Regions from separate parts of the Triticum aestivum genome. Here region 2 is linked to region 1. Evidence: chromatin contacts called from public Hi-C data. All regions are on one chromosome and are shown on one strand. The core of a region is the stretch at or near the end of the contact, and the rest is flanking DNA. Distances in the headings are between cores, read along the strand shown. Region 1 holds the start of LOC123156792 (stomatin-like protein 2, mitochondrial). Region 2 holds the start of LOC123155460 (protein NTM1-like 9).

Region 1 (3,621 bases), core at 702-3,201:
CGTGATCCCGTTATCAAATGAGAATGCATGTCTATGGTTAGGAAACCTTAACGATCTTTTGATCAACGAGCTAGTCTAGTGGAGGCTTACTAGGGACTTGGTATTTGCTATGTATTCACACATGTATTTAAGTTTCCAATCAATACAATTATAGCATGAATAATAAACCTTTATCATGACTAAGGAAATATAATAATAACCACTTTATTATTGCCTCTAGGGCATATTTCCAACAATAATACAATAGATATAATACAAATATAAAATTGGAATGAGTTTCCAACAGTACCTAAAAGTGGTGATTTGCTTTATTATACTAATAGATCTCACGAGTTTTCTGTTGAGTTTTGTGTTATGAAGTTTCCAAGTTTTGAGTGAAGTTTTGATGAGGTAAGGAATAAGGAGTGGCAAGAGCCTAAGCTTGGGGATGTCCAAGGCACCACAAGGTAATATTCAAGTGCAATCAAGCGTTTAAGCTTGGGTATGCCCCGAAAGGCATCCCCTCTTTTGTCTACAATCCATCGGTAAATTACTTGAGGCTATATTTGTTTCACTACATGATATGCGTTTTGCTTGAAGCGTCGTGTATTATATGAGTCTTTGATTGATTTGCTTTTTAGTTTTCCACAATCATCCTAGCTGGTCACACCTTTTCGAGAGGGACACACATTAATTGTGAATTTATAGAATACTCTTTGAGCTTCACTTATATCTTTTGAGTTAGGTAGCTGCTCTAGTGCTTTACTTATATCTTTTAGAGCACGGTGGTGATTACATTTTAAAGAAATTGATGAACTCTCATGCTTCACTTACTATTATTTTGAGAGTCTTATAAATAGTATGACAATTTGCTTGGGTTATGAATTTAGTCATAATATGATGGGTATTCAAGAGGGATATAATAAAAAAAATCATAAAGATCATTGGATATATGAAAAAGTTTGATTCCTTGCATTTGTTTTGAGATATAAAGATGATGATATTAGAGTCATACTAGTGAGTAATTGTCGTTCAGTAAGAATATTTTGTGTTAAGGTCTATGATTCCTGAAGCATATGCACGTATGGTCTCTCGTTATGCTATGAAATTGGAGCATGCTTATTATTGATTGTCTTCCTTTGCGTGGAGGTCGGGAGCGTGCGATAGTTAACTCCTACCAACACCCCGCTAGGAGCATGCGTAATAGTACTTTGCTTCGAGGGCTAATAACCTCTTCTAACAAGTATTTGAGTTCTTTATGATTAATGTGAGTCCATGAATTATACGCACTCTTACCTTTCAGCAATTTGCTAGTCTTTTCGGTACCGTGCACTTTCCCTTCTCACCTCGACTTGTGGTGCAAACTTCACCGGTGTATTCAAACCCCGTGATATGATACGCTCTATCACACATAAGTCTATTTATATCTTTCTTAAAAGTCAAAACAGCCACCATACCTACCTATTATGGTATTTTCATAACCATTCTGAAATATATTGTCATGCAACTTCCACCGTCCCATTTTATTACGACACATATTATCGTTGTCATATTGCTTTGCATGATCATATAATTGACATACTACTATGGACCCGTAGGTCCCGAAGGAACTACTCACACACATCATCATGGAGGGAGCAAGGTTGATGAAGATAGCCTCCCAATGATTCCACCCCCTCCGATAGAGTACCAAAATAGGCCTCTGGATAAGATCACTTCAGAACAGAGGCTTGCAACGATAATAAAATCATTTCGAGTCTCGCTTTGAGGGTTTCAGAATACGCGAGAATTTATAAGCCAAAAAGCAGTGCAAACGGAGTGTAGGGTGGCTTGTGAGCCACCCAGCACGCCTATCCCTGAGGGTGCGCCCCACGCTTGTTATACCATTAGCCCGAGAGAATAGTATTTGAAGTTTCTAATGGTATTATTTTTGTGATGGAGAAGAAAATAAATAAATAAATAAGAAAAATAGAGTAGAGAAGAGTATCGACTCGCCTAAATCACGGGAGGAAAAACCTCACACTTCCTTACGTCTACCCGAGTCGCCCGAAAAGCCCAGCACTTTCTTCCCTTTCGATTTCGCACGATGGCGACTCTCCTCCGCCGATCCGCCGCCCCCGCGCGGCAGCTTCTCCTCCTTCCCCGCCAGCTCGGCGCCGCCCGCTCCATGTCCCGCTACTACGCCCGTGACGAGGTTTCACGGTAACGCTTAAATCCCTAGCACTTCCTTCCGCGTTCCGGAACCTTCTAGCGGTCTGACGTTTCGCCGTGTGGTGGTACCAGGTTCGACGCGCTGAGCACGCCGGTGAACTGGGGCGTGAGCATCGTGCCGGAGAAGAAGGCCTTCGTGATTGAGCGTTTCGGCAAGTACCTCAAGACGCTCGACTCCGGGATCCACGGGCTCGTCCCCCTCGTCGACCGCATCGCCTACGTGCACTCTCTCAAGGAGGAAGCCATCCCCATCCCCGACCAGTCCGCTATTACCAAGGATAACGTGGTCATCCAGATCGACGGCGTCCTCTACGTCAAGGTATACCTCGTTCTCGCCTTGCCTTTTGGTCCTCACTAGCGAGGCTGCATTTCTGCTGTTACTTCTAGGGGTCTGGTGCTTATCCGGTCGTCTAGGGGAGATGGTGGATGGATGCGGCGTGTTTCGGTAGAAGTTTCGTGTTATATGTTGTCATGAGCCACCATCACATTGAATTAGGACAGATCATCTGGTCTTAGAAATGCGCCTCAATGATCGATTTTTATAGCCTCAAGTTCATGCTGTATTGTTGCTGTTGGTGGTGGTTTGATACTCCAATCCGGAAGTTCTGTCACAATGGAAATTACTCTGGAGAACCAAGCTGGAAGTGTGAAGGCAGGTAGATAATACTTGATTTGGAGTTTAGGACAATTCATCTGGTTGTTAAAACAGATTTCGTGTGTGATGCTTATATCTGTAAATTACTCCTCTTGTGGCCACTTCCTGAGCAAACTCAAGATTTCTGTTCACCTTAGTTATCCACCTCTGAAACATTCACAGAGTCAGCTTGCCTTGTATTAGGACAGAAAAGATATCCCATAGTTGGTATTCTTTTTCCGGTATTTATCAGCATGGGATATTGGGGTTTATTGTGGCACTGCGTGTCCAGTTGGTGCAGGTTGCTCTACTTCTGTGGGGATATTGGGGTTTATTGTGGCACCGGGTGTCCAGTTGGTGCAGGTTGATCTACTTCTGTAGGACTTGAGGATGGGTATAGCATATGCTCCTCCTGATTGCATTGAGCTGTAGATGCCATGGCCTATGTTTAACGTGATCAATGCATGGGCTCACTTTCAATGACTCTAGCATTAGCAAAGTTAAGATGATGCATGGCCTCATCATGTAATCCCCTGTCAGTTACATGATATCAACCAATGTTGTTCCCTACTGCTTCTAGTTTCGACTCGCATGTTGGCACTTGTATCATTCTTCCATACCTTGTCTGCTGTCCATGTTAATCTGGCTTATGTGCATCTGGTAGGTGATGAGGGTCCATAATGAACAATGCTCTGGACTTGTGGTGCACAAAAGTGTTAGGGTCTGACCTAGGGCCACAGCAGTAACAATTGACTGTAAAAGCAACTTTGTGTGGATATGCTGCTGTTCAAATTTCA
Region 2 (3,925 bases), core at 299-2,798, 270 kb before region 1:
CTTGGCTGGGATTGGGGAAATTCTCTGCCAATACATCATCCCATAGAAGTTAACCTGGTCGTACGGAGACTAGATCCGCGGCGGCGGGGAGGAGGGGGGAGGGGTATATCCTTGCGTCTGGAGTTGATTGAGCTGGAGATGGGATACGGAACAACTTTGCCAGTCCCCTTCTTGAGGGCGATGAGGACGCGAGGAGTAGCCGGGGACACTAGCCATGGTTTGAATTTCTTTTGTGGTTTGCTCTGTTGCTCTTGGGGCGATGCGAGATGACGTTTTTGGAGATCTGATCTCGTTATATAGGCGCTGCTTGTGCCTGCTAGAAAATATTAAAAAACAAGGATAGCGAACCGTTCGCATTCGCTCAGATGCGTGGAAATCGAGGCGACGACATGAAGGAATCATAAAGGCTGGACATGAAAAACGATGCCGGACTATCATCAATCCGGAGTATGGTGGAGAACCCGCCTTGCAAAGCCGAAGACTTATATCCGCACACTACATTGTCATTGAAGGCAAGTTCGGGCGCTACCGAGGGAGTCCTGGATTCGGGGGCCCTCAGGTGTCCGGCCCAGGAGTATGGGCCGGGTTGGATGGGCCGTACAAGATCAAGCTGAAGATTATCCTCCGTGTCCGGATGGGACTTCTCAATACGTAGACGACAAAATTAGAGTCCGGAAGTTTTCTTCCCTGATGAACCGACCTTGTACAAACCCTAGGCCCCTCCGATGTGTATATAAACTGGAGGGGTTAGTCCGTAGAGGCTATCTTCTTTACCGTCATTGGAATACTCATAGGCTAGACATCTAGGGTTTAACCATTACAATCTCGAGGTAGATCCACTCTTGTAATCTTCATACTCGTCGAATATAATCAAGCAGGAGTAGGGTTTTACCTCCCTTAAGAGAGCCCGAACCTAGATAAACACCGTGTCCTCTGTCTCTTGTTACCATTTATCCTTAAACGCACAGCTTGGTCCCCCTACCCGAGATCTGCCGGTTCTGACACCGACAGTGTCCATCCTATACCTTGTACGCTTTTCTGCCCTATCAATGCAATGATACGCTGCTAGGCGTATTCGAGAAAAAGAACTTTAGGTAGCTGGCTAATATAGTTGATTTACATGTAACAAACTCCTGATCTCTAGCTTTCTCTTTTGCTTGATAAAGCTTGGTGACGGCCTATTGCACGATCTGTGCAGCGTTTACATCACCTTCATGTAATTTGACTACGGCAGTCGGGCTCTTGTCCGTTTTGAATGCATAAGATAGATTATGATGCATAAGATAGATTATGATCTACCTTTTCTTAAAGAAAAACGGCGGGCGTGTGACCGGCCGAACCTTACGGCAGTAAGCCGGCGGCCTAATATTTTTGAGTGGGAGAAAAACAAGAGCCGTCCCCGCCCCCGCCCCCGCATCACTGCTGGACTGGTTCACTGGACAGTGGGCGGCGTGGTGCCGCGGCAGTGGCCGAACCGTAATATTATGGTCATCAAGGGGGTAAACACGGACGCGGGGGTATATACAGAGCAAATTCCAGACGCGGTAAAGGAAGGCACGCGGCACTCGCTTTCTTCGCACACACGTCTCCTCCCCGCATCCTCCCCTAAAAATCCCCAAATCCGACCAAACCCTAGGCAAAATCCACTCCCCTCCGCTTCCTTCGCTGCTAAGTATATCTCCTGAGCTCCGAATCTCCTACCGGGTTGGGTCTCGTAGTCGTTGGATGAGAGCTTGGGACAGTGGAGGAGCATGACGGTGATGGAGCTGAAGGCGCTACCGCTCGGTTTCCGGTTCCACCCCACCGACGAGGAGCTCGTCAGGCACTACCTCAAGGGGAAGATCACGGGGCAGATCAAGAACGAGGTCGAGGTGATCCCGGAGATCGACGTCTGCAAGTGCGAGCCGTGGGACCTCCCAGGTACTGCCGCTCCTGCCGCCTCTTGTGTGTGTGGGGATGTTTTGGTCCTGGAGCTTGGATGATCGTCTCGTATGCGGTTGGACTCGGGGGCTCCGTTGTGTCTTTGTTTTGCGGCTTCTGATTTTGGTCGCTGCGATTCGTGCCTAATTTGGGGTTCTGAGTTTGATTTCCCCCCATTTTGTCTCCCCCGTTTTGTACGCGTTGCTGTTCTTATAACCATTCCAGCCAGTCTGTTCTTGCGATTCTCAGTGGGCGCGTTCCGTTTGGGGGATTCTGATCCCTAGGGCACCATCCTTTTTTGTTAGTTCGTTGGATTCACTGGCTGATTCTCGCGGTTTGCATCGTGCTGTTTGGGGGCTGCGAAATTCAGTAAAAAAGGTGTTCGGGTGCTGATATTTGATACGATTCCCTCGATGCCTGCTATATATTTCTCTAGTATACCCTCTTTCCGAGATGCGATTTGGTGCGATGCAGCTGTAACTATTGGGCGTGGTGCTATTTAATAATTTGAATGTCAATACCTTTGGATGAAGATTCCATTTCTTCTGACGCCGGTATTGTGGTGCTTGAAGATAAAGCTTTGATCCGCTCGGAGGATCCGGAGTGGTTCTTCTTTGCACCCAAGGACCGCAAGTACCCCAATGGAAGCAGGTCAAACAGGGCGACGGAGGCTGGGTACTGGAAGGCGACCGGGAAGGACAGGGTCATCAAGTCCAAGGGCGAGAAGAAGAAGCAGCATATGATTGGCATGAAGAAGACCCTTGTTTTCCACCGAGGACGTGCTCCGAAAGGGGAGCGCACTGGTTGGATTATGCACGAGTACCGCACCACCGAGCCAGAGTTTGAGTCTGGCGAGCAGGTATGGGCCTCTATCTGTTTCTTTCTCAGTTTTTCGTGGCAGTGCTGTTAGATTCTGTTCACAGTGCGGTTCTAAGTTCTTAGATATAACAGGCTCATTGACCAACATTTTCTGAAACCTACCAGTTTGATTTTAGACTGTAAAATGAAGTAACAACATAATCAACACAGTACAAATCCGATTGTCTGCACGCTTTGAGCAGTCAAAATAAACAAAAAGAAAATTGCCCCTGGATTGGAAATGGTTACTACTACCTCGTTGTCTGATACTTCTGCTGTGATATTTGTGTACTTTCAGGGTGGTTATGTTCTCTACCGCCTATTTCAAAAGCAATTGGAGAAAACTGAGCGCTCCATTCCAGAGGAAATGGATAGAAGTGGCTACTCTCCCACTCCATCTCGTTCAACTCCTGACAACATGGAAGCAAACGAGGAAGCTATCACACTCATAAATAAGGAATCTCCTGAATCTGGTCTGCATGGATGTCCAATTGAGTTGCCAGGTACAATTGATACTCCGGGCACACCGGTTACAAGGTGGCTTGCAGACCGAAATGGCAATTCGGGGATAGATGAAGCAAATGTTTTAGGCATGCCTTCTCATGGTAATGTCGATGAAAGTCCCAAGGTGAGCAGAACTGTGTACCTCTATATCATGCATTATTTAAGTGTACAGTCTCTCAAAGTGAGTTCAGGTCCTAAGTCCTCATACTGATTTATCACATATAATGAAGCAGGCTGATATGTCGGTTGGCTCTTTGGCTCACCTAATTGATTCACAGACGAAAAATCTCGGATCTCATGAATTTGCAACCGTTTCTGCCCCCATGTTATCGCATGACGATTTGGACAAGCTTCTACTTCAGTTACCTCATAATTCAGTGGAAGATTTCTTGAATGAAACAATTGCTGATCCGGATGAGCATTCATCAACTGCATGTAATGTTCAGTATGATGCAGACACTGGTTTTATGCAGGTAATAATTATTTTGGCATCTGCTGTATATGTTATGATTATTGTCTGCCTTCTTATATTTGTTTGTTCTCTGTAGGCTCAGGGTGAGTTGCTATATGATGGTCCAAACTGGTTCGGTAATTTTCTGTCAGATGACACAAATCCACAACAAAGTGGATTATATGAGAATGC

What was found. A called contact is a pair of places that touch in the nucleus more often than the background predicts.
Region 2: a Hi-C map of leaf shows a contact between it and region 1, with 4 times the contacts expected there. The contact joins the promoter of LOC123155460 here to the promoter of LOC123156792 in region 1. A contact is called at or near these places in 2 of 5 Hi-C or Micro-C datasets (both in leaf).

Annotation. Positions count from the first base shown.
Region 1 is chr7B:330,038,021-330,041,641 of IWGSC CS RefSeq v2.1, reverse strand. It overlaps LOC123156792 (stomatin-like protein 2, mitochondrial), which reads left to right and starts at 1,951. Exons shown (of 10, transcript XR_006478408.1): 1 at 1,951-2,181; 2 at 2,263-2,509.
Region 2 is chr7B:330,309,990-330,313,914 of IWGSC CS RefSeq v2.1, reverse strand. It overlaps LOC123155460 (protein NTM1-like 9), which reads left to right and starts at 1,548. Exons shown (of 7, transcript XM_044573638.1): 1 at 1,548-1,920; 2 at 2,493-2,779; 3 at 3,077-3,406; 4 at 3,513-3,755; 5 at 3,831-3,925. The coding sequence starts at 1,752.